Linked DNA regions of Sus scrofa: region 2 is linked to region 1. A link is a contact called in public Hi-C data. All regions are on one chromosome and are shown on one strand. The core of a region is the stretch at or near the end of the contact, and the rest is flanking DNA. Distances in the headings are between cores, read along the strand shown. Region 1 overlaps LOC102161781 (a long non-coding RNA gene). Region 2 holds the start of GLCE (D-glucuronyl C5-epimerase).

The links. A called contact is a pair of places that touch in the nucleus more often than the background predicts.
Region 2: a contact with region 1 is called in a Hi-C map of skeletal muscle, with 2.5 times the contacts expected there. The contact joins the promoter of GLCE here to the enhancer-like site in region 1. A contact is called at or near these places in 1 of 5 promoter capture datasets (liver), 5 of 47 Hi-C or Micro-C datasets (heart right ventricle, liver and skeletal muscle) and 1 of 2 datasets of contacts at active chromatin or transcription factors (skeletal muscle).

The regions. Positions count from the first base shown.
Region 1 is chr1:166,963,316-166,969,948 of Sscrofa11.1, reverse strand. All of the region lies in intron 3 of LOC102161781 (a long non-coding RNA gene), which reads right to left. Among named protein-coding and RNA genes, the nearest start is that of GLCE, 41 kb to the left of the region's middle. Within about 2 kb of position 1,443, at least 10 of the 83 cell types and tissues checked have an H3K27ac peak or open chromatin away from gene starts, as enhancers often do. A contact at or near this core is called in skeletal muscle, where this site is marked.
Region 2 is chr1:167,003,910-167,010,325 of Sscrofa11.1, reverse strand. GLCE (D-glucuronyl C5-epimerase) reads right to left here and starts at 2,396. Exons shown (of 4, transcript XM_001927959.7): 1 at 2,173-2,396.

The DNA.
Region 1 (6,633 bases), core at 194-2,693:
GTTCTAATAGCGATGCCTTAAGTTAATGCTAAAACACTGAACCTGGAAATCCTGGCAATGGAGAGCTAGGGACATTGGGGTATCGTTATCCCAGAACCACGCCATGGGGTCCTTCCTAGTGAGACTGAGAGCTTAATTTGTTGTCCATCAAAGGCTCAAGATGTGGTAGGAAAACTTTAAGAAAAGGGAAGCGGGCTGCTCTGGGGGACATGCATCTGCTTTTCCAGGGGGCACATCGGTCTTTCTTAGGATGCTCTCAGCTGCCTGCCTTTTGACTCCTTGGGAGACCCCAGCCATGTCTGGGCGAGAGTCGGGTCTCCAGAGTGGCCTCTGCATCAACTATAGGAAAGCTCCCTACTTCTATATTCCCAATAGTCATCTCCCTAAAGGAAAACTTTAGCTTTGTTAAGTCACGTACTTGAAAGAGGTTATAATGAAGTAGGGGAAAGGTAAGCCAAGAATCGGCCCCGCCCAGCATCTGGGAAGCATGGCAGTGAGACTGGGCCACTGGAGGTAGACCCTGCCCTGCAGGGCCACCCCCTGCAAAACAGAAGGCACAGGAGGGGTGAAGCCTGAGGGGAGTGCCTTATTCTCCTCTCTGCTCCTCCTTCTCTGTCTCAGCAGCCCATCTACTTCTGTGGTCTTTCACTCCTGGTCCACACCACTGTGATTCACAAATCCCCATCTATGTGACCCTCTCCTCTGCCAAGACACTTGGCCCAGACTCTTCCATGAGCAAAGGTGAGGGTAGGGTGAGGGCAGGATATTAGTGCCCATTAAGCACTTACTATGTGCAAATACTCTGCATATCTTATTTCATCTTCAGCCCCTGAGAATGGCTGTACCATCTGAATTTTACAATGGTGCCAAGGAAAGCGGAAGGGACTAAGCAATTTGCCCACGCAGCTAGAAGGCAGAGCTAAGTGACTGTCCCACGTCTGTCTGACTGTACCAGCCAGACTCCCCCTGTTCGCTCTCACATTGCTGAGTTTTAGCCCTCCTAGGTGACAGCCTCCCTTCGGTGGGGTTACTGATGTGTCAGACTCACCGGCAGGGTGCATTAAACCCAGATATACCCTCCATCAGATCCTGATTCAGGAGTCTGGAATGGGACCTGAAAATCTGCATTTCTGACGAGCTCTCAGATGCTGCTGCTGCTGCTGGGGTTGAGGGGAGACCCACACTTTGAGAATCGCTGCTTTAAATCATCAGATTGGGTATCTCACAGCATTTTCAGCCTTCTAGCAGGAAACTATATGGTGCTCTGGGGATTTTTCCAGCGACCCTGGAATCATATCAAGAAGACAGCTGCCTCCGCATCCCCAGGCAGCCTGCTTTGCTGGAGTCTTTGATGTGCTTCAAGGTGGAGCCAGAGAATGTGCTCAGTAACTTGATCTTTGGAGGAGGGCACCTCGGTCTGGGCTGCCTGCCCTGATCCCGCTGAGGGCTAGAGCAGGGGGGACGAGAGGGAAGACCAGAAGGCCAGGACAGCAGCTGTGTGGCTGCCTCTGGAGGCTGCAACTAAGCTTTTCATCAGCTGGAGCCCTATTTGCCCTCAGGGTGAGTCGACTGGGGCTGACAGGCTATGGCAGATGCGACTCAGTCACAGCAGCTGCCTTCACCTGCCCCCTAACCAACACAAAGTGGCAAAGGGGGTGAAAAGGCAGAGCAAGTGCTCCCCTGAGGTGCCCCATCCAGGGTTGAGGGGGAGGTTGCCTCACTGTCTGGCGCTCAGAGGGCAGAGGAAGGAGCTCTCTGCTTACCAGGCTGTCCCCGGAACCTTCTCCTTAAGGGGCCAGGAAACCCAGGATCCAGAGGAGTTAGGGAATGAGGGGAGCGTGGGAAAGCCCACAAAGGTGCAAATACCAGTTCCCATGTCCATTCTAATAAGAGCTAATTGCTACTGAGCTTTGACTATGCTCCAGGCAAAGCACCTGGGCTGGATTATATAACTTACCCATGCAACAGCACTATCAGGGATTTACTATCCTCATTTTCCTGATCAGGAAAGTGGGGCTCAGAGAGATTGAGTAAGTTACATAAAGCAGCACAGCTACTAAGGAGCAGAGCTGGGATCTGTGTGGAAACCTATCTTCTCCTGATGCTGTGCTCCCTGTTACACTGCCTCCCTTCTGAGGTTGGAGTCCTACTGTTCATTTGTTCCCTCCTTCCCTCCCTCCCTCCTCCACCTCCTTTTCTTTTCTTTTTTATTTTATTTTATTTTATTTTTTTTGTCTTTTTGCCATTTCTTAGGCCGCTCCCACGGCATATGGAGGTTCCCAGGCTAGGGGTCTAATCAGAGCTGTAGACGCCGGCCTACACCACAGCCACAGCAACGCGGGATCTGAGCCGCATCTTCGACCTACACCACAGCTCATGGCAACGCCAGATCCTTAACCCACTGAGCAAGGGCAGAGATGGAACCCGCAACCTCATGGTTCCTAGTTGGATTTGTTAACCACTGAGCCACGACGGGAACTCCTCCACCTCCTTTTCTAGTACCTCCATTCCCTCACTTAAACACTTTAGGCACTGGGAATAAGAAAGGAAGCCTGAGTCTTTACCCTCATGAAATTCACAGAGAAAAGCAAGTGATCACAGAAGGTTAAATGCCTCAAAGGGCAAGTGCTTAGAGGTGATAATGTTTGAATAAATGAATGAAGGAGCCAGTCTCCTGACATTCCCCCCCACCCCATGAAGGGCTGGCTTTGGCTTAGTCTGAATGCAGCACAGGTGAGGGCAGATCACCCCCTTTAGGAGGCTTGTGAGCTCCCTTGTCCAGTGCGTCTCAACCCTGGTGTACAGTGGAATCATCTGGAGAGGTTCTACAGTCCCTACGCCCTGGCCCATATCAGTTAATCAGAACTCTGGGGTAGACGCTCCCCAGGTGATTGCAGGGGGTATTGGGAGTTTGAGAAGCCCTGTTCTCCACGGTCCATGGCTGCTCCAACAGGGGTTCATAGACTCTCACCCATTGCTTGCTCCTGTTTCCCACTGAATGAGCCAGGGTTCAAAGAGAACTAGAGGGGCCCCTGGTGAGTCTGGAGTTTTAAGCTTAAGTGTTTTAAAAGCCTGGGAACACCAGTTATTCTTTTGTGACTTCTTTCAGCTGAGGGGTGAAATCTTAGAAAAGTGGATGTGAGAAGGGAAAAATGGAACAGTTGGATAAATACGTAGAGCGAGAGTGTAACTCCAGATCTAGATTTGTCTTTAGTTCTCTCTCCCGGCGCACACAAGTACACACTCACATCTCGGGATCTGATACTCTGGACCACGGCTGATGCCAAAGCAATGGTTTCCTCCTAGCAAGGGACTCAGTGCATCTCAGGAAGGGGTAAAACAATGATAGCAACAGCAACGATCATTTTCGAGCTCTTAGTAAGCACTCCTCCAGGCCAAACGCTATTCCTTTAATCCTTACACCAAATTTGAGAGGTGAGTCATGTTATTATTCCCATTTTACAATGAGGAAATTGTGGCCCAGAGAGACTGCCCAGCCAATAAGTGGCAGAAGCAAGATTTGAACCCAAATTCCAAAGCCCTTCCCACGGGACCATACCACCTCTATTGAGTATAAATGAGTCACTGACATGAAAAAGGGAAGTTGAAAAGGGAACCTCAAATTTAAGGGGGATGAAGGAAGCCAGATAATAGTGCAAAATCAGACCCAGAGGAAGATTTCTCTCTTCCATCAACTGTTTTTTGTTTTGTTTTGTTCGTTTATTTGCTCTTTAGTGCCACACCCACAGCGTATGGAGGTTCCCAGGCTAGGGGTCTAATCGGAGCTGTAGCCACTGGTCTATGCCAGAGCCACAGCAACTTGGGATCCAAGCTGCGTCTGCAACCTACACCACAGCTCACGGCAATGCCGGATCCTTAACCCACTGTGCAAGGTCAGGGATCGAACCTGCAACCTCGTGGTTCCTAGTCAGATTCATTTCTGCTCTGCCACGATGGGAACACCCATCAACTTTTCTTTTTGATATTTTCCTTCAGTAAATGTGTAAAATCATACCTCCCATTTTTACAAAGCCTTTTACAAAGATCTCCCTTGACCCCACTCCCCTCCGATTACTGCTCTATTTCTCTGCAAAGCACAAAGTTGTCTGTATCAACATGAGAAGAACCCACAACAACCATACATGTCAGGAGGAGCACCAGTGTGAGATGAGCAGGGGAGGCAGGTATGAAGGCATCCCCTGAGCTAGGGGGGCTCTGCATCCTTCAAGGTGCTGGTGGGGAGGCCATTCCTGCCTTCCTTTTTCCCATTTCTCTCTGCCTCTGCAGAAAGAATGGTGTTGAGGCTGGGGTACAGAAGGGACTGCAGATGAACAAACCAGCTGGGAGTCATAGGGAGTAGAGGCTAAGAGCTGAGGCTGGGACCCAGGTCCTGCTCACTAGAGATCAGACCAGAGCTGCCTGAGATGTGTTCATTATTGGGACCCTGTTCTCCTAACCACGGTTATACCCCGTTATTTATTCGGGATCTGAAAGAAACCAACATTTGTGGAAAACCCATAAGTCACTGGACCATGTGCTAAGTTCAACGCACTTTATTTCACTGACACCTCAAGTAATACAGTAGGGAGGGTGTCACTTCACTGAGGCACAGAGAGATTTAAAGTTCTTGGCAGAGGCACCCAGCACATGTTCAGCCCAAAGTTCAAACCAAGAAAGGGCCCAGGCGGGACCTCCCTTGCTGGCTTTATCTCAAAGAGTATCCCAAAGAGTTTGTGGGCTGTGGGTAGCTCAGTGGCCAAAGTGACCTGAAACCCATTTAGACGGTCGTTTTCTGCCTCATCCTCTGGACAGCCTGACTCCAGCTCAAACGCTGAGCCAGCTCGTGGGGAACGTGGCACCGTGATCACCAAATCCACACACTTCATAACCACACATGTCAGGAGGGGTACCAGCTGCCATCATTTCAAACAGAACATAAAGAAACAAGTGAAGGATAATTGGAGCAATCTCGTGATTTAGGTGGCTTTGTTGGGGCTGGGGTGGAGAAGCTTCCCAGGGGAAAGTGGGTTTCAGAACTGCTGGTTTGGGAATCATGCCAGGGTGGTAGTTAGAAGGGGGATTTCAACTCAGCTTGGTTTCTTTTTTTCTTCTTCTTTTTAGGGTTGCACCTGTGGCACATGGAAGTTTCCAGGGTAGGGGTCACGCCACAGCCACAGCAACGCCAGCCTCAGACTTCCCATTTCTAAAATGGTGAGACAGGCTGGGACCTGGGGCCTGGGACTCTGCTGCAGTGGCTGCAGTGACTGCACCTGGACAAACATCTCTGCAAGCCACAAATACAAAGAAACTATAAGGACTAAAAATAACTTCATGCAAACGGGCATTTGGGGCAAATTATGGACCACAGGACACCCATATCTAAAAGACCAACTGTCACTTCTGAAGAGCTAAGAGCAAAAGGAGGGTGTTGGGAGCCAAAGCAGGATACTCACTCTCTGCATGCCTCCTGTGCCACCTAAGCCACCCCTCCAGCCTGACCTTCATCCCGTGTAAGGAACCAGCTGGTTCCCCCCACCCCCTTCACCAGTGAGGGAGCAAGGGAAACTGTTTCTTATTTTTGTTATTCTTCGCTCCAGCAGGGATCCTGAACAAAGCCTTGTCTGAATTTCTTGCCTGACCTCTCATCAAATTCTATTGATTAGGAGGCCAAGCATCCTGGCTGGGAACAACCGGAACAACTTTTCTTCAGAGGTTTTTGTGGAAGTTAGATGGAGTTAACTGTGGAGTGCTGTACCCGTAAATGTTAGCTGAGTGAGTGGTAATACAGAGAGAAGTGGTTTGGCTTTTGGAATCGAGGGGAGGGAAGCTATAGCTCACAGATGAGTGAGGTTTTCTTTCTACCCTCAGACCCGAGAAAGGACAAGTGCTTCATCTGGGCCACCCCCTTCAGGACTCTGGAAAAGAATCCTAAGAATTCATGGAGGTTCTCCACAGATTCCTAAAGAATTCTGCTCCCAGCCGGTAAAGGATAGAGGTTTCCTAATCTCAAAATGTCACATTTCCCCACAGCTCCTGGTGAAGGGAGGCCAGAAGGCTGCATCCATCTGCAGCCCCTCAGAACCACTGCCCCCTCACCACCTCCCCCAGCAATGCGGCAGCTCCGGAGAGATAATGGGGTGATCTGGATCAGCTAGAGATATGGTTCAGAACCAAGAATATCTCAGGCATAGCTGACAAGAGACAGCTTCCCAGAGCGAGCCCCCTGTGCACAGGCTGTGGTTGCCATCGGAGGTCTGTCTCCCCGAAGTCCTGTCAGCCTGCGCCCACCACACGTACCCCTCCAGGAAACAGCTTCCTGCTCTTGGCACATCTGAGCTGTCCAACTCAAGGCAGCTCTGGACAAAGGAGACAAAAGAAACTTTTTCAGAGAAGCCTTTTCCAGAGAAGGCTTAGAAATGGCTTCACCCGTTAAGCGAGAAGCAGGGACCACAAGGCATGTCCTTGCTTTTAAAGAATATACTGTACAAGGATTCCGCATTGCCGTGGCTGTGGTGTAGGCCGGTGGCTGCAGCTCTGATTCAACCCCTAGCCTGGGAACCTCCTTAGAAAAAAAAAAAAAAAAAGAATATATTGTACATACAGCTAGTCATGGAGGGAAATCCCAAAGCAAGT
Region 2 (6,416 bases), core at 1,147-3,646, 39 kb before region 1:
GGTGTAAGTCACAGACTCAACTCAGATCTGGCGTTGTGGCTGTGGCATAGGCCGGCAGCTGCAGCTCCTATTTGACCCCTAGCCCGGGAACCTCCATTTGCTGCGGGTGTGGCCCTAAAAAGATGAAAAATAATAACAATATTAATAATGGGAAAAAAAGAAGGTCTGTTTAGGGTTTTGTTGGCTACAGTTCCAATCAAATATATCCTCAACTGATCAATTTTTGTAGTTATAAAATTCAATTCAGCATTTTGGTTTGATTTATAACCAAAACAAAACCAAAACCAAAACCAAAGAACTCAACATTTCCAAAGAGTTAGGTATGACTATGTAAAATTTCTTGTATTTTTTTAATGATTACAAGAGTCAAGGTTTAGGTATAATATCACTAATGTTTCTGGTCCTAAAATCAAAAGAAATGTTATTAAAAAAAACAAACTGTCACTAAGAAAAAGACTAAGGCAGGCAAAATTCTTTGCTTTGACATACTCAAATGTGTTTATCCCAAATTACAGAATTACTATGCGTACAGGTTCCAATGCCTGCCACATGAGACTTCATTTACAGGCCCCTATGATAAAGCAACTATCTAACCAGAAGAATTGTCAAGCAAAAAAGCACACAGACTTTCTAATTTATACATTAAAAAGAAGAAGAAGAAGAACACATATGCACAGGTCATTTTATTTGAATTCCACTGAAGCCTGGGGTAGTTACCAAGGATTCTGCAAAGAAATCAAGACTAACTGTACCTCTACAATACAACGGTTAAACGGGATTTTCTCTAAAAGAGCTCTGTGAGCAATCCTTCCAGGTTTCAAATGACGCTTCTGCAGAGCTCTAGCTTTGGAACTTCAAATTCCAATGCGTTATTTGGAGGCTGAAATTATCCCTCTCCACAAGCTTTCCAAAGGACAGAGCGAAGCCAGAACACACTTCCAGCACTACTTGACTGCCTAATACTCCGGCAAGACCTCAGGACAGATCTAATAATGCAGGATCAGCAAAGCAGACCACCTAGAAAAGGAAGCCAAAACCACACAGCCTTCCCTGTCCTCAGCAGCTTCCACGCTCACCCGGAAGACACCCGTCTCCTAAAGAACCTACAGTCCACAAGCCCACTTAAGCTGCTGCCTGCCACTCTCTCGCTCCCAGAGCAGCGAGACCAGCACGCGCCCACAGGGATTCCGAAGCAGAGACAAGAAAATTGCAGAACAAATCCACTATTTCTCTAACTAGCCAACAACATGGATAAATCCTTCAACTAAGCATTGAGTAAATCTCATCTGAGAGAAAGATCTGTTCCAGGATGCTGACCAGCCACTGAGCTGGCTCGGGATGCCACCGGAGCCCACTTGCCGCCCTGAGCCGACCCAGCGCCTGCAGAGCTTCGTCCTTCCTTCGAGATCACCCGGGGACCCGCTAACTCGCCCTGTCGCCCCACAAAAGACTGAAGACCATGCCAAGTTACCGCCCCCCTCTGGGCAAAACAGAAACCCTAATAAAAACGCTGGTCTCCGCGATAAACCCTTTCGCCCCTAGCAGCCCACCAAGGCGACCCTGGACCCTGCAGAACGCATATACAACGCCCTCCAGCCTGGAGACCTCGATAAATAGATCAATCCTCCCGGGACCCCAATACACCGCTTCTTCTTCCCAGGATGCGAAACAAGACGCCCACTCCCGCTCAAAAGACCCTAAAGACCCCACGGATCTGCCCCTTCAGAGACCTAGGACCTTGCTAAACTGAATCCTCTGCCCTCAAAGAGCATGGGACCGCGAGAAAGGACCCTTCGTCCCGAAACCTCGCCATACCACCTCACGGAACTGAAGGACCCTGATAAATCTCCCTCGACATCGAAGAACCGGGACCTTCTACGCCTCCACCCACCCCCTACCCCAAAGCCGGAAGAGCCCCAGGACCCTCAATAAAACGCCTCCTCACCCCAGGAGCCCTGGCACGCGCTACACCGCCCTTGCGCGCCCGCACCCAGATCCCACCCCACCGCCTCCTCGCCCCCAGCACTCCTGAACCCCGACAAGCCTCACGCCCACCAAGCAGCGCCGCGCTGCCCAAGGAGCCGCCCCCGTCGGGAGCCCGCCTGCCCCGGCTGCTCCGTGTCCCCGCTCCCCGACCACTCCTCAGCGCAGACGCGCTCTGGGCTTCCTCACCTGGGCAGCGTCGGAGGGCGAGCGGGCCAGGAAGCCCTGAGGAAGAGAAGGAGGCGGCGAAGAAGGGACGGCTCAGGCCTGCGTCTGCGGTAGCTCCAACCCCTCCGCGAGGAACCGCTTGTGTGGGGAGAACCCTCCCGCTCCGCGCGCAACCGGGAGACCGAGCCACAGCCGTGCCCACAGCTCTTCCCGCGAGATCCCAGCCACAGCGAGAGGCGGGGCCAGGGAGAGGGGCGGCCACGGTGGCTGAGTGACAACTCCGAGAGCCTGGCGGCGGCGGCGCGGGAGGCGGAACCTGGATCCTAATACGACCAATCGTAAAACAAGAAAGGTGATTCGCCCACAGCTTCTCCACTCCCCCGCCCCTCATCAATAAACGAGGGCTAAAGTAGCAGTGACCTTAAGCAGTCTGGGGCAGTAGAAGTTTGTGGGAAGCAGTTCTGGATGCCGTCTTATCTTGTGTGTGGTCCTACCCAGCCTCCGTACTTATACCTGGTTAGAGAAGAAGGCGGTTCTCACACCGCGGTGGGCTGAGACGGTATTTCCCTTGGCTACAGCGTGGCCTGAAGTACTCAAGAGGTTCACCTGTTTGAACGCCCACACTTCTCAGGTTACCCTGTCTAAACCTCTTTCCCCCATCCGGGCCTCTCCTCCCTCCCCACCTCACACAGGGAGCCATTGTTGAGATGCATGTGTTTTCCAAACCCCTACTCGGGACGTCTGTCTGACAAATGACTCTTTTGATTGATGTTTACTTCTACTGAAAGCCTTCTAGAGCAGTAAAAAGTAATCCTCACTGAGTCACCAATATAACAAATTCCAAAATTACATGAAGAGTTGTATCTCTGTGGACCTCAGTGTCTGGCACATACAGGGCTCTGAATAAATGTAAAAGGAATGGCTGAAGAATATGATACTTAAATACAGCTCTCTCTCAGTATCTTGGGAATTGTTTCTAAGTGCCCTGAAGATACCAAAATAATGGATGCTCGAGTGCCCTATGTAAAATATCTGTAGTATTTGCATATAACCTACCTCCTGTAGACATTAAATCTTCTCTTGATCACTTATAATACCTAATAGAGTGTAAATACTACATAAATAGTTGCCAGCGCAACTTCTTAAACTTTGGGGGAATTTTTTCCTGAATACCATGGTTGGTTGAATCCACACATACAGTCAGTGGCTGACTATATATGAAATCTGGACTCGGTCCAGAAAATTCAGGCTTTCCTAGCCTTCCTCTACAATGACAGCCAGTTTCTCCACCCTGAAGTCCAGTCACTTTATTATTATGCCTGTCCTATAGCCTTCATTCATTCCACCTTTCCACCGCAAGAAGTGTTCTTTCTCCTCATCAAGGTTAATCTCTGCACCTGTGCACTGGATCCCAGCCATTCCCAGATTTTGATTAATCAACTATCCTCTCCCCATTATCAGTTTTCCCCTTTAAGCTAGCTTTTCTCTCCCACAGACACATTCAGTCTCCTCCATCCTTTGAACAGAACAAAAACCACCCAACCTGGTCAAGCCTTTCAAACTACTCTATCTCCTTTCTTCTCAGAATCACCGTGCTTGAGAAACTTAAACTATCTTTGCTGTCTTTACCTTCTCATCTCTTATTTACCCCACTACACTGTTGCTTATACCCACACAATCGGCTTTTCTTTCAATGGTCACAAAAGACTTCTTTCTTCTTTCTATTTTGGGGCATCTTTCCCAGTGACCACTCTGCAGCCTTTTGAAAATGCCAGCCATCTACTTCTACCTGCCTAACTACATTCTCCTGATTCTCTAGCTACTCTTCTGACTCTTTTTTTTTTTTTTTTTTTGGATGTAGGGTGGAAAACTCTTTATTCATTTATTTGAAAACTGTTGCATATTGGTGTCTCCTTATCTTATAGCCATACCTGTAAGATTTTAATAAGATTTTTCTTACTCCACACATGGTTCCACACTTTTGAATGCCAATTAGTGGCTCAGACACTGGAAAGAAAACTCTATTCTTGACTCTATCCTCTCCATACATGACATCTCTCCAATGCCCAGTTTCACAAATTATACCATTCTGTGATTCCTTTATTAATCAGTGTAGCAGAATCTGGCTGTGTCTAAATGTGAGAAAAGAGAAAAGCTATGAAGCATACTTAGCCTGGACTGGAGCTTGAAACATTTACATTTGACTTCTAAATTCAGATGCTTTGGAAATGGAAGCTTCTGAAGAGGTCCTGTGTGAAGGGTACACAGGCAGGTTGAATACTAAAAAGGCAGTAAGCCACCCGTCTCACCATCTGTCTTCATGGCACGATGCTTCACTCTGTGGCCTGAAAGTCATGCTCTGTCCTCGCAACCTCTCCATCTGGTACCAAGTGCACCCTTCAGCAAATTGTGTGTTGAGAGCTGTCAAGGAGCCAGACCACTATGGTTTCTGTTTTTGAGATCCAAGCCTAGAATTCTGCTGTAGGTCCTGTACATCTTCCAGTAGTGCTGTGGATGATTCCAGCAGGAGGCTCTATCTCTTCCTTGATCCCAGGACTAAAGTCTACTCATAGCCTCACTTTCGCCATTTGTGGCTGGTCTTTGCCAACCAGCAGCAGAACAGAACCAGCTAACATCTTACTCAGGTCTTAGCACCTGCTTCCTGAAGCAGACCTGTTAGTCCAGGTGGATGCAACCCAATGCTTCTTTCCCTGTTCAGAATCCGTCATTGCTGGTATCCTACTATCTGAGCAAATGCTGGGAATACCTCTTCCTGGCATATTCTTGAGGAGCATAGAAGACAGTATTGTCAGAGAAGCTAGAAGAAGAAATCTGGCTCTCTCAGACCCAACTTCCACTCCACCTTTTTCAAGTTTGGAGGAGCACCTATTTGGTTGGGTTAGGAGGCTGAAATTCTGGTGAATTACCCCAAGGCTGGGGGAGCAGTATCATCTGTCCATTTGCTGACCACAGGCTAAACCTCTGAGTTTGGTTGGTTTTGCAGATACCCAGTTACGAAGGGGGAAAATCAAGAGGGTTGTAGTAGTTTTAAAATATGTCCACAAAATTTTTGATATGTCTCCCTTCAAGAGGTGGAACTTGGGAGTTCCCGTTGTGGCGCAGTGGTTAACGAATCTGACTAGGAACCATGAGGTTGCGGGTTCGATCCCTGCCCTTGCAAAGTGGGTTAATGATCCGGCATTGCCGTGAGCTGTGGTGTAGGTTGCAGACGCGGCTCGGATCCCGCGTTGCTGTGGCTCTGGCATAGGCTGGCAGCTACAGCTCCGATTAGACCCCTAGCCTGAGAACCTCCCATATGCCACGGGAGCGGCCCAAGAAATGGCAAAAAGACAAAAAAAAAAAAAAAAAAAGAGGTGGAACTTAATTTCCTTCTCCTTGAGTATGGGTTAGACCTGGTGAGTGATTCATGTCTAGCAAAGAGAATATGGCAGAAGTGACAGTGTATGACTTCTGAGACTAGGTCAGAAGAGACATTGCAGCATCTTCCTTAGTCTCTCTCTTTGATCACTCACTCTGAAAGAAGCCAGCTGCCATGCCATAAAGACATTCAAGCAGAGGCCCACAAGGCAAGAAATTTAGGCCTCCAGCTAACAGCTGTGTGAGTGAGACCCCATTTGGAAACCCCAGTCCAGTTCCAGTTAAGCCTTCAGGTTCCTGCAGCCCCGGGCCAACATTTTGCCATAATCTCACGAGCCAAGACCATCCAGCTAAGCCTCTCCCAGATTCCACACAGAAACTGAGTAAAATAATCATGTGCATTGTTTTAAGCCACTTCCTTTTGGCATCATTTGCTATGCAGCAATAGATAGCTAATACAAAAGTGTTGAGAGTTGTGTAGTCTCTCCTATGCCTGGACAGAAATCGAAAAACTCACATCAGGCACTAACTTTACCTAAAAAGCCAAGAACGATGGATTTTTAGCTGTAATGGCTACATCTAAAAATCAAGTGGTGCTGCACCAAAAGAAAGTGGAAGAAATCATTTCTTGGTGGGAACAAAGATTCCAGGACCTCCAGGCTTTTAGGAACATCACAGCAATTGGATACTATAACAGTCGTGGAGCCACTTGGAGGCAGTTAGTAGTAGGTCTTGAGCAGCCTTTGCATTCTCAAAAGCTTAGAGTGCCTCACAAACATACTACTGTCATCCAATTTTGTGTGAAAGTATATGTTTCCATGAAACACCCTCTTAACCCATCCATATTAACCAAGAATAAAAAATTGAATATTCCGTCTATAGGGGCC